Regions from separate parts of the Mus musculus genome. Here region 1 is linked to region 2. A link is a contact called in public Hi-C data. All regions are on one chromosome and are shown on one strand. Each heading gives the region's core, a stretch centred on a gene start, on an enhancer-like site or on the middle of the called end of the contact. The rest is flanking DNA. Distances are from core to core; before and after follow the strand shown.

What was found. A called contact is a pair of places that touch in the nucleus more often than the background predicts.
Region 1: a Hi-C map of uterus shows a contact between it and region 2, with 2.7 times the contacts expected there. The contact joins two enhancer-like sites. A contact is called at or near these places in 5 of 484 Hi-C or Micro-C datasets (cerebellar granule neurons, embryonic stem cells, lens fibers and 2 more), 1 of 115 datasets of contacts at active chromatin or transcription factors (stem cell-derived neural progenitor cells) and 1 of 9 other capture datasets (embryonic stem cells).

Annotation. Positions count from the first base shown.
Region 1 is chr8:116,371,414-116,378,061 of GRCm38.p6, reverse strand. No RefSeq gene overlaps it. Among named protein-coding and RNA genes, the nearest start is that of Gm31278, 22 kb to the right of the region's middle. Within about 2 kb of position 4,806, at least 48 of the 459 cell types and tissues checked have an H3K27ac peak or open chromatin away from gene starts, as enhancers often do. A contact at or near this core is called in uterus, where this site is marked.
Region 2 is chr8:116,143,083-116,149,348 of GRCm38.p6, reverse strand. No RefSeq gene overlaps it. Among named protein-coding and RNA genes, the nearest start is that of Gm31225, 45 kb to the left of the region's middle. Within about 2 kb of position 4,973, at least 66 of the 459 cell types and tissues checked have an H3K27ac peak or open chromatin away from gene starts, as enhancers often do. A contact at or near this core is called in uterus, where this site is marked.

The sequences.
Region 1 (6,648 bases), core at 3,557-6,056, 230 kb before region 2:
AGCTTTACTGTAATGATCTCCACCTGCAGCCATTTCCTTGTGAATGCCACCAATTCATTTTTCTTCTGGGCCGTATACAACTCCATTGTGTTTTGTTTATGTACCAGATTTTTTCTTTCTTTCTTTCTTTCTTTCTTTCTTTCTTTCTTTCTTTTTTTTTTTTTTTTTTTTGTATTCTCTCATCTGTTGATGGACATCTCAGCTGCTTTTATCTCCTGGCAGGTATTAATTGAGCATCTATTCCTTCTTGTCTTCTAAATCTAATTCAGAGAGACCATCTCTCAAAAAACAAGGGGCAGCGGTGAAAGCGGATCAGTGTGGTTAAGAGCACTGGCTGTTCTTGCAGAGGACCAGGCTTTGGGTCTCAGCACCCACGGGATAGTTCACAACTGTCTCTAGCTCTAGGGAATCTGGTGCCGCCTTCTGGCCTGAGCAAGAACTGCATGCACATGGTGTGCATATACACATGCAGGCAAACACTCAGATTAATAAAAATGATAAAGGTTATCATGAACAAAAACAAAAAAACCCTAAGGTGGAGAGCACCTGAAGAATGATGCTCAGTGCTGTTCTCTGGGCTGCACTTACAAGCACACATGCACACATGCACAATTACCTGCTGAAATGGATCAGAAAGAAAACCGTATGTCTCACTGCCAAACTTGGTTCATAGGAGTACAACCTCACCTGCCCTCTCTGGCTTAGAAGATGACATACCTTTGGTTGGCCTATACTAACAGACTGACAGCAAGACAGACTTCAGTCCACGTACTCCTGATTTGCCTGCAGTTTTGAGCAATACATTGCTAGTCGGTAAACCTCCTGTAGCTTCTGTGGTAAATGCCAGCGAGGGCCTCCACATTCCATATAGATTTAATCACACATTTACTGTTCGTGTAATTTTGAATTAATTACATGCCAAGCAGATTTATGTTCTATATACTTAATAAACCTCACAAGCGCCCTTTTAGCAATCAGCTGGTATTTAGGCCTTGCTCTGTTTTTTAAAAACAATGCTTCACGCGGCTGGCTCTTACCGTTCTTCCCATATGCTCAGGTGATGGTAAAATTAGAGACGCCAGATGTCGATAGGTGAGTAACAACAGGGTGGCTGCTGGATAGCAGGCTTTGGGTATGGGGTGAAGAAGTGGGTGAGCTTAGGATCAAGATGCCCCCAAAGTCAGATCTTCCGCCTGGCTAGTAGCTTGGCTTGTGGCCATTTGTCTGAGATGATGGTGTGGTTGGAATAGACCTTACGCTCTGCCAGCACCCACAGTTTGTACTTTGTTCTTCCTGCTCCCAGGTGGTTGGTATCCTGAGAGTCACACTGTTTTACTTGAAGGTTCTGCTCCCTGTTTCTTTCTCAGGGTGACCTTTTCTCCATCTTCTGTGGGAAGCTGGATTTTATCATTCATTCATTCATTCATTCATCCATTCATTCATCCATTCATCCAGTCTTTTTGCTAGGCAAGTGCTCTAGCTCTAAGCTGGTGTCCCCAGCTCTCTCTCTCTCTACTTTTTATTGGAAGGCAGAGGTTCATTAAGTTGTCCAGGCTGGCTTTGAACTCACTCTGTAGGTCAGGCAGACTTTGAACTCAAGATCTTCCTGTCTCTGCTTACTGGGTTATTCGGATGTTAGACCTGTAACCATGGGGTCTTGCTTTGGAGTCTTCTGACTGAGAATATATTCCAAGACTGGCATTCTAAGTTAAATCAAATGTCCGTACCTATTTTTCAGTGCTTTTAACTACAAGCCTCTCGGATGGCCACCTGGGTTTTCTAGGCAGGGGACAGGTCCAGAAGAGCTTAGGAACTTGCTGGGGCGACTTGCAGGGAGGAGCTGAGGTTGAGACTGGGCCAGATGGCTCTTGCTTATGGTGCCCTGTGAAGCACTGTCTCTGTGGCAGAACACAGTGGCCACCCTCTACCCCCACCCCACCCCCTGCCTTATCTGTGGCTTCACTTTCTGTGGCTTCAATTACCCGTGGGCAACCACAGTCTGAAAATGTTAAATGGAAAATTCCAGAAATAAACAATTCATAACTTTTAAATTGTGTGCTGTTCTGAATGCTGTGATGAAATCTCACACCATCCCACGTCATCCCACTCAGGATTGAATTCATTCTTTGTTGGGTACGGCTGTGATATATGGATCTTATACATACAAGGAAAGAAAGTCCGTGGTGACGTAACTTAAAAAATGCAATAGAGATGACCTATTTTAGGATTAGTCACTGTGGCTAATCTCTGTGCTTAATTTGTAGATAGAACTTTATCTTAGATATTATTTATAGAAAGGCTCCCCTCCCTCTGTGTGTGAGCGTGTGTGTGTGTGTGTGTGTGTGTGTGTGTGTGTGTGTGAGTGTGTTTGCATGGCTTGCTTTCAGGCATCCACTGGCCACCTTCACACATAGTCCCGGAGGATAACTGGGTCTTTTTGTGTTTGTTTTTCTTAACGAAATTTTTATACGGAGTGGTGTTTTTCATTATAACTTGGATCTTCTAACAAATTGCCAGAGAGTAAACAACCAGCCCCAATTTCTTACAGTTGGAGAAGCCAGAGCCCTAGGTCAGAATGCCACAGATGGATTGTGGTAAGGGCTGTCTTTCTGCACCCACTCCTTATGGGTGTGCAGAGACAAGGCATGTTCTCCTCGTCCTGCCATGGACCCATTTCTATCCTTAAGACTCATCCAAGCCTGGCCACTTTCAATTGACCTCATTTCTAGAAGGCGTATCATGGTTGGGAGTCAGTAGATGAATTTGATGGAAGGATAAGACATCATTTTGGCTTTCTTCAGCTCCTGAGGTAGTTGCTAGCTCACAATGGCAGAAACCCAAGGAGAGTGCCTCTGAGCTGTATCTCTGTAGGGCCAGCAAGCATCCTGGTTTCATACAGCTGAGCATCTGCGTAGGAGGAGGACACACCTAAGACTTCCCTTACCTCCTGAATGTAGTAGAAGTGGCTGGAAGAGGCTTTTCTGTGTTTCCTAAGCCGAGACAGCAGCTGAGTAACCAGGGGCAACTGAGGTGGGTCGGGGTGATAGAAAAGGCAAGCAGCTCCTCAGGGTGGGACAGTGGCCGGAGTTCTCTCCCTGCAGGGCAGTTTCTTGTGAGAGGTCACCAGAGCCCTTCTTCCAGCTCAGGATAAAGGATGCTCTTTACAGCCTGGTTTAGCAGGCCTGCTGTGCCTACCTGTGTACCACTAGTGGCCTCCTGCAGACAATTCAACACAGTGGGGGTCCTTCATTCCACTACCTCTGAGAGTTTCAGATGGTCACCTTGAAACAGAGTCATTCTATATAGTAGGGAGACATCCTTCCTACTTTATCCCAAGACTTAACCAAGTCTGTGGAATGGGGCAGACACATAATATAAGACCTGTCACTATTGCTGGATAACTGTCTAGGGATATGAGGGAAACAAAGGTAGTTCCAGAATTGTAAGGTCAATTATCATTTATTAATGGTGGTTATGGGCCATGGCAGAGTCATTTATACATTACGTTTTCTTTTCAGTCTAGAAGGTTCCTATTTATATTTTTAAAGACCAGAGTCAGCTTGCATAGGATGGGGCTTTTGGAACTCAGCTGGTAAGGTTGGGTACCTGTTTTCAAGATTCTATTTGCAGTCTGATTTACCCTGACTTTATACTGCAAGCTCCTTGTTCTCCAAGTGCTAATGACCCCCAGGCTGTGCGTGTGGCTGTGACGTGCATTCCATCTATACATGTAAGCGCATCGTAATGACAGCATGCGTAGGTTCATGGAAATGGGCATCAATATACCCAGGGCGACAGGCGGAACAGGATGGGCTGACTTCGCGGGGACATTTTCTTTTTTTTTTTTATGTCTTGAGGCAGAGTCTTATGAAGCTCTGGCCAGCCTTCAAATCCCTATGTGGCCAACAGTGACCTTGAACTCCTGGTCATCCTGCCTTCCCATGTGCTGGAATCTCATTTTGGCAGCGTGTGTCTTCATGTACATATATCTGTGTGCATGTAGAAGCCAGATGTCAAGTTCAAATGTCTTCCTTTATTGATTTACACCTTATTGTTTTGAGGCAGGGTCTTCCATTGAACCTGCTTAGGCTAGACTGGCTGACCCATGTCGTAGGGATCTGCCTGTCTCTGCTCTACCCCAGTATTGGCATCCGAGATGTACTCTGTCCTCCTTCTGCCAGCACTTGAGTTATAGACACACCTGCCTACTTCTGCTTTTTACATCTGGGCTGAGGATTTGAACTCGGATCCTCCTGCTTGTACAGAAGGCACTTCTTGACAGAGCTTTCTCCCTTTCTCCCCAGCCTGATTTTTGGCTCTTTGCAATAGGGTCTTAGTTATAATTATCGGTGGGCTGCCATGAAATATGTACACCAGGCTGAATGTGAAGTTGTAGCTCTCCTCTTGCCTCTACCTTTCAAGTGCAGGACTTACAGGCATGTGGTACCACGCCTAGCCTCCTGAGGCATTCTAATCTCAACTAGACTTTTAAAAAACTAGTCCCATAATGGAAAGAGAGAGTAAGATCGCAAAAAATAAGGAAAACTTGGTAACGATCATTTATATTTTTATCCAAGGATGGCTGAGGCTAGATTGGTTTTTAAATTCTTTTTTTTTTCTTTTTTCTTTTTAACTTCTGAGTTTCAGGCATAACTCAAGGATACCGGGAGTTTCCTCAGTTTTTGTTTTCAGATTTAAAGATTTCACTGTATTTATTCATTTCCGTAAGGGGGCAGGGGTTGGTATTGTGTGTGTAAGCACAATGCCCAAGATGGCCAGAAGAGGGTGTCAGGGTTCCTGGCGCTGTAGTTAACAAGTGGCTGTGAGCCATCCAGTGTAGGTGGGGACCTGAACTCAGGTCTCCAGCAGGGGCAGTAACCAGTCTTAACAGTACTGCCATCTCTCCAGCCTTGTTTTCAAAATTTAAGTCTTTCTTTAGTCCCCTTTCTTACCATCATATATGCATTACAAAATCATCAAGTTTCATTACGACATCTTTTTTGTTTTTGTTTTTGTTTTTTTCGACGCAGGGTTTCTCTGTGTAGCCCTGGCTGTCCTGGAACTCACTCTGTTGGCCATTTTGATATATGTATACAATGTACTTTTGAACCCCCCCCCCCCACCTTCTCTAGTTAGTCTCCCCTCCCCCTCCCACTGGTCCTTTTCCTCTTCCCGAATAGTCTTGCTTCCACTTTCATCTAAAATCCTCCCTTTTGTACTTACCATGATTCAGCAGAATGGGCTCTGGCCAGTCTTGGCTTGTGTTCTCTCTTCTTGGCACAGGCCTCCTAAACAGCAGGGCTTCTGTTCCTCCCAGCTCTTTCTGGATCTCAGAGTGCATGCGCAGGAGCTTAGGTTCTGAGTCAGATTCTCACCTCCAGGGTCCCTCAAACCCGAGGCAGCAACATCAGACATCTAGGGCTGGTGTGTGTGTGTGTGTGTGTGTGTGTGTGTGTGTGTGTGTGTGTTGCTGAACCAGAGATCTAGGAGGGTGGCTGTAATGCGTTGCATCTCTGCCTATCAGTGTGTCTTGTTTTTCCTTTTTCAAAATTGAAACATACAGGAGCTGAGCCGCCCCTCTACCCCTGTGAGAAGTAATTCACTACACCAGCTGCTTTTGCGACTCCACTCCCTTCCTTGGGTACCTGTCATCCTGAGGTTTGGAGGCGCCCCCTCCCCAACCCCCACCGCTAGTGTTTGAAACACTCATTGGTCAATCCATTGGGCTAGCACTGGCTCTAACTCCCCAGACCTGCCTCTCAGTGCCCTCATTGACCTTCTGCTGATAGGTTTCCATCACTCCCTTCCGGTTTGAGTTTCTGTTAGTTTTTCTTGTGGCGCATCTGATTGGCACCGCAGGCTCTCTGGATAGAACTCTGATGTGTTTTTCTTTGGAAACTGGCCCTGGCATCACAGAACCTCAACATATCCGCCGTTGGGGGGGAGGGGGCATGATCTGGCGGGGGTGGGGTGGGAGAACAGGTAAACAGTATGTTACAGGGGGTTGATGCATGTTGGAACTCCCCTTTGCCAGCGGTTCTGCAGAAACCTCGGAGTTGTCGGAACTTATCTTTCTTGTAGCTATCTCTTCTGGAAACCCTCCAGCAGGCCTTATCTAGAAGACTCCTTTTCTCTCCTAGAAAAAAGAAATACCATTACGGAGAAAAGGACAGAAACCTCCTAGCACATTTCCCCACCATCCCACTTTTAAACTTTCCAGCCCACTCGGCCTTGCCCTGGAATTTTAGGCCCCAATTAAACCTTTTGTGCCTCTTTACATAATGGCTGGGTCCCTCTGAAGGGGAATGGGTGGAGAGACAATTTTATGCATTGTGCTTGTGTTCTGTGATTGGGTCAACAGTCCATCCCCTGGAATAAAAAGAATAGCTTAGGGATGAGAACAAAACCATCATTTAAAAATACCCACAGCCATCTCACCCACCACAGAGGAGGCGACATTTGGGTATTCTGACTCTTCTGGTATCCCCTCCAGTTAGAGGAAGCAGACCCTCCCCCACCTCCCAGCTCAGTTCCAGCTGAACTTGCCCCACAGGTCACACATAGCTAAAGCCACAGTGAATGAACTTTACAGATGAAGTAGAAAACGTAACCCTGACCGCCATGGCTTCTGTGCCCCAGGGTCTGCCT
Region 2 (6,266 bases), core at 3,724-6,223:
CAGTATTAGTATTCTATAGGATGATAAAGTACAGAAAGACCTGTTTAAGACATGCGATGGTAGAGAGAACATGGGTTTAAGATTCAGGTGCTGACTCTATTCCAGCTCTTTATGCTCCATTGTAGGTCAAGCGAGTCTGGGATCCCAGGCCTCCGAGTCCCAGTTTCTTTGTCTACCAAGGCAGTGCTACTGGGCACATAGGAGGTGGGGAGCAAGGTCTGCTGACAGGGCTCAGCACTGGGCATGTAACAGATGCTCAATGGAAGATGAGCTTGGGTTCTACCTGTGTAGGAACAGGTGTGATCCAGAAGAGACTCAGACATCACCTGGAAGGTGAACTGGACAGGCTATGTGCCTGTGTAAGAATAAGATGCTGAGAGTTGAACTCAGAGAAACTGCAGGAGGGACAAAGAGAGTAGGCAAGATGCCATTTCTCCACCCCACTCCACTTCCTGCTTTCGTTGGGGCAAACACCAGAGGCTCACACATCACCATTCCATTGAGACCATCTTTTTTTTTTTTTTTTCCCTCCCAGGGATTATGTTTGTTACTGATAGTTTGAGGGCTCAGAAAACAGAAAAGGCACAAGCAGTGCAGGCCAGATAGGCAAGCACAGAGGTTCAGCCTCTTTGGGCTTGCTAAATGCCTGGTTTGTTTCCCCCTTTGAGAGTGACCTGCAAAGAAGAGACTCTGCCTCTAGTTTTCTCAGGCCTAAAATAAGAGGATTAAATGAGATGATGTGTGTAGAAACCTGGGAATAAATAATAGTAGAGAAGGGAGAGGCTGGGTCTTGGTGATCAAGAGATGTTGGGCCAGGTCACTTTGTAGCTTTTCTCCCGGGTGGGGACCGCCCCAGGGAGGCCTACCTTGGGATTAGCTGGTCTGTGCTCAGCTCTGCAGTCACTTCACACACAGCTCTGAATCGGCTTGGCTGAGTCATGAGTGCAGGGCAGGTCATGATCTCCATGACAGAGCAGATTGCATTGTGCTCTGTGCCAGGCATTGTGTTAGTGACTAGGGGTGGCAGGGGTGTGGAAGGAGAGGAAGAAGGAGGCAACGCCATCTCTGCTATGGCTTTGGAACTGAGGAGTGGGGACAGATGCACATGCTAACTGATCGTTTAACCACCCAGCAATGAATCCTGGAGTAGTCCATGGTAAATACTCAGAATGCTCTCTGAGCACATGATAAGACTCAATGTGTCTTGATTACTAGGATGGTCAATATAATTATTATTGCTAAACATTGGGATGGGTTTTGGGGGGGATGTCTTTTTATGCCTGGAAGCACAGAGAAAACTTTACAAAAAACAAGGGAGCCATTTGAATCTTGCAAAGATGTGATGTCATCGGTTTTGAGTAGGGGACTGGATTCAACTGGTTGGAGAAACTTGTCCAGGAGGCTCGGTGTGACTGTTTGTTCCATGTGGGGGTAACCATGGTCAAGCAAGAAATGAGGGTGTATGTGTCAGTAGACAACTTGCAGACATTGGCTTTCTCCTTCTGCTATGTGGGTCCCAAGGATTGAATCAACTCCGTCATAGGATTTCCTGACCTTTACACTTGTACTATGGTATGTACATGTCATGTACACACACACACACACACACCCACACACACACACACACACACACACACGACTCTGTGTTGTGATCTATGTGATGGATGCCGTAAAGTTACACCAGGTCTCACATGGGAGGGCTACTGGGGAAGGGGTATAGAGAGGCTGTCTCTGGGTGAGGGTGGGGGGGGGAGAAGAAAAAAGCAGGAAGAGGAAGGACTGGCCTTTTAAAGGGGGTGTGGCAAATGCCCAGTGGGAGGATGTGGTGACAGTGGGAATGTGTGGCATTTTGGCAGCTAGTGATGATGTATCCTGCTGTCACTGGGTCCCTGGGGTAGACAGTAGAGATGCTTGGTTGCTAACACTCTGACATCCACTATGGAGTAGACTGTGTCCGAGTCTGTGATTCTCCAGTGTGGACACTAGGACTGGTATTGACACCCACTGTTAATCAGCTGAGAAGGATCCGCACAAGGAAGCATCCAGTGAGTAGACTCCTAGAACAGAATGTCTATAAACAAGATTCTCGGTGTTACTGTCAACGGTGCTGGGTACAAAGCTTAGACTGTAAAGTCTCAGGTCATAGTGGTCACCTGCAGTGGGAGGAGTCATGGGGAATATTAATCTTCTCATCTGTATTCCAGTCAGTAGGGAAGAGGCTATGGTGCCTCCAGCCAGCACACAAAGGCTGCTGCATGACAACCTGGGTTTCACCATGCCTCCCCGAGCTTGAAGAAAAGGCTGGGGCACCTCCAGATGGTAACTGGAAAGCTGGGCTGTCTCTAACAAAGGTGGTCAGGGGTTCTCATGCAAATAAGTCACTCACTGTCTCTAGAGTGCTGGAGGAGGTTTATCCCTGGGCCGGGGGCTATAAACTGGGCCCTAAGGCACCAGAATGCTGTGGTATGCACAGAGACACATGACCTGGAAGCTCTCATCCAGCTCCTCGAGGGAGATTTGGTTTCTCCCTTTCTGAACATTCTCATCTACCAGTGCTCTGTCTGCATGATGATGTCTCTTGGAGGGAAGTGAGCTGCATCAAGTTAGTCAGTCATCTCTTTGTGGACATGCTTGCAACCACAGACATGATAGTAATAACGGGTTGTCACAGGATGCTTGCTAAATAGTTATGTCTCACCTCACTAATGCAGAATTTGGTTACAATCTGCTGTGTTCACAGCGTAGAAAACTGAGGTTGAGCAAGATCATATAAAGCAGTGATTCGCAACCTGCCTGGCGCTGTGACCCTTGAACACAGTTCTTCATGCTATGCTGACGCCCAACCATAACATCATTTCATTGATGCTTCACAACTGTAATTTTGCTACTGTTGCAAGTTGTAATGTAAATATTTGATATGCAGGATATCTGAGACTTGAACCCAGGCTGGCACTTTTGGCCCACAGGTTGAAAGCCATTGATCTAAAGGCAACTACATTAGTTAGTTTCCTGGTGCTGTGATAAAAGCAACCCGGCAAAGCAACTTAAAGGAGAAAGGGTTTACTTTTGGCTTACAGTTCCAGGGGATACAGTTCATCAGGGTGGGTCACATGGCATCAGGCAGGGATGGCACAGTGGCAGTAGCCAGAAGCTGGCTGGTCACATTTCATATACACTCAGGAACAGAGAGAGAAAACTAGCAGGTCCCAGTGACTGACTTCCCATAGTGACTGTGCCTCCTAACGGTTCTATAACCTTCTCAATTGGCTTTACTACCTGGAACCAACTGTTCAAATATGTTAGCCTTTCGGGACACTTCACATTCAAACCAACAACATTCCTAAGTGCTAGGGGTGAACATGCAATCCTGGCCCATCTAGTTCTAAAACCCAGGTGTGTGACCAATAGATGCCTTCTATCATGGGATATTCTATAAGGAACCGGTACTATGAAATCTTCCATATTTCATCTTACTGAGCTCCATCATATGCAGTGAGAGAATCAGAGCTTGATAAGTTATTTCAGTGTGTGTGTGTGTGTGTGTGTATGTACATGTATCCTCTTGTCTATGTGCATGCATACACCTACATAGGCAAGCAGAGGCCAGAGAAGAGCCTCTATCATTCTTTACCTTATTCCTTTGTTCCTAATAAGATCTCTCACTGAATCTAGAGCTCAGCTAGGTCAGCAAAGCCCCTGTCCCCAGCAACACTGGGGTTGTAGGTGTATGTGGTGCCACACTTTGGTTCTTCATTTATGTCTTGGGACCTGAACTCAAGACCTCCTGATGGCCCTGAAATCACTCTCACACTTTGAGTCATCTCTCCAGCCCCATGATTTCCATGTTTTTTTTCTTTTGGGATGAGAACACAGTGTAAAATTGCTGTGCTAAGTAATGGAGATGCCAGCAAACAGGGATGTACATCAAGGATCGTAGTGAAAAGCTTGCTCCGGGGATTCTGTGGCATGATACGTGGTAACCACATTTTAGGTCCTGGTCAGGTGCTGAGTCCTCTGTACTCTGTGGCAGGCACTGAAGGAACCTTGTCTTCTGATACAAGGGTATCCCTGCTGTGTACCCTCTGGCTGATGACTGACTTTTTGCTAATCCTTATTTGATTACAAAAATGCCAAGGACGAATTCAGTGGTTTGCAACATGTCTCTTGTCCCCAGTTATATGATCTTGCCCCTCTCCCCCCATTTATGAGAAGTGTGGTTCATAACAGTGCCAGAAGGAGTGCATCATAGGAAGTAGACTTCAGGGCACAGGAACACGATGTCCAATGGATGGTTCCATGTGTATGTTGCCCACTGACAGGTGGAGGTGGTAGGAGTGACCTGAGGGGAGAGATGGCAGGACATGGTTTAGTTTCCCTTGGAGGCATGACTGGCTGTGTGGGAGGTTTTCTTTCAAGGTTTTCATCCATAGGCGGATGCTTCAGATGGGTCCACTTTGGGATGCTAGGTTGACTCTCTTGCGCATGTGGTCACTCTTTTCTTTGTTTTTTTAACCCTACTTCAATAAATTAACTCCAATGGTACCCACAGAGAGTGTGGGATGTCTCTTATGGAGAGAGAGAGAGACAGAGAGACAGAGAGATATATAGGAGGAAAGACAGGAAGAAGAAAGAGGGGAGAGGGGAGACAGAAAGAGAGATAGAGAATCCCTAATCATCTGATAGGCTATCACAAGTAGACTCCTTTTTCTCTAGCTTGCAAAATCTATCCAGGGCTTTAGCCTTATTTCATGCATGGTCAGCAAAAAAATCTATACAGTGGAGAGCAACCTGCTTTCCCCTTTTTGACTGGAGGGGGCTCAGGAGACCCTGCAGGAAGCCCAGGGTCCAGCCCGGAGCTCTGGAGGAAACACATATTGCCAGCATTCAACAGGCGGCGCTCTTTGCCTAGGTGTCAGAAGCCAAGTCCTGATGCCTGCCTACTGCAGCTGAGTAAGCCGGATGCTCATCTGAAAACGAAAGGTTGCTCCCTTCCCTGGAGTGGGGGCTGACTCATCCTGCTCCTGCACACTGTTTGGAGCCCTGTAGGTTCTACCCTGAGAAACCAGCAAAGGTGAGCCCTTGGCCTTAATCTCTGGAGGCACCCCAAGTTCCTCAGTCAGCCTCAGATGGGGAGTCCAGGCCCTCCCGCAGGGCTCTCCTGCTAGGGGGCTGTCTTGAAAACAAGAGCTAGAGAAATTTCTGGGAACCTGGGTGAACACTCCAACGGAGAGGAGAATAATGAATATTTCATGGAGGTGGCTGGAGTTATTAAACAACATTACACGCGGAGCGTGTTGGCAGGGATCTGAGCCACATTTACATGAGTAAAAATAGTGAGAAAAGAGACCCAGAGCTGGGGCAGTGTAAAGGAAATCCCAGCAGAGCTCGGATGGAAGCAGCTTTCAGCCCCTCCAGGTTCAGGTGAAGGCCTCACTCTGTACCCTCTGACCCCATCTCCAGGAACGTTCCATTCCACAGTCAGGGTGTGGATAAGTAAGAGCTGAGAGCTGACAAAGTCCCTAGGGACTTTGATTCTCACACTGCACAGTATGTGTGTGTGTGCGTGTGTGCATGTGTGTGTGTGTGTGTGTGTGTGTGTGTGTGTGTTTATGTCTGTGTGTGGAGCAGGGTGTGTGTATATGAGTGGCATGTGTGTGTGTTTGTGGTGTGTGTAGTGTGCATATGTATGTGTGTGTTTGTGGTGTGTATAATATGTATATGTTTGTGGAGTGTGTGTGATGTGGGATGTGTGTATGTGTATGAGTGGTATGTGTGCTTGCGGTGTGTGTATTGTGTGTGTGTATGTGTGTTTGTGGTGTGTATGGTATGTGTGTTTATGTGTGTGTTTGTGGGGTGTGTGTGTGGTGTGTGTATGTGTGTGAGTAGTGTGTGTGTTTGTGGTGTATGTGTTGTGTGTGTGTATGTGTGTGTTTGTGGTGTGTGTAGTATGTGTGTGTTTGTGGTATGTATGTGTATCTGTGTGTGTGTCTGTGAGTGTATAGGCCCTTAGGTAACACTTTCCTTGTCTTAGGGAACCTTGAGGGTTAGAAGGGGCTTAGAATCAGGCCTACCTCAGGGATCTGTCCTGGAGTCTCAGATGTCTGAGTCAGAGGGAGTCAACACTGCAGGAAGACTGTATGCTTTGGACTAGAGTGAGGTGGCTACACTGGGGCTCTATGACCCCTGAGGCCACCCGTAGCTGAGCTATTCCCAGACCTTGTCTCTGATGGACAAGAAGAATCAAAGGCCTCTTTGTTTATCCTCTG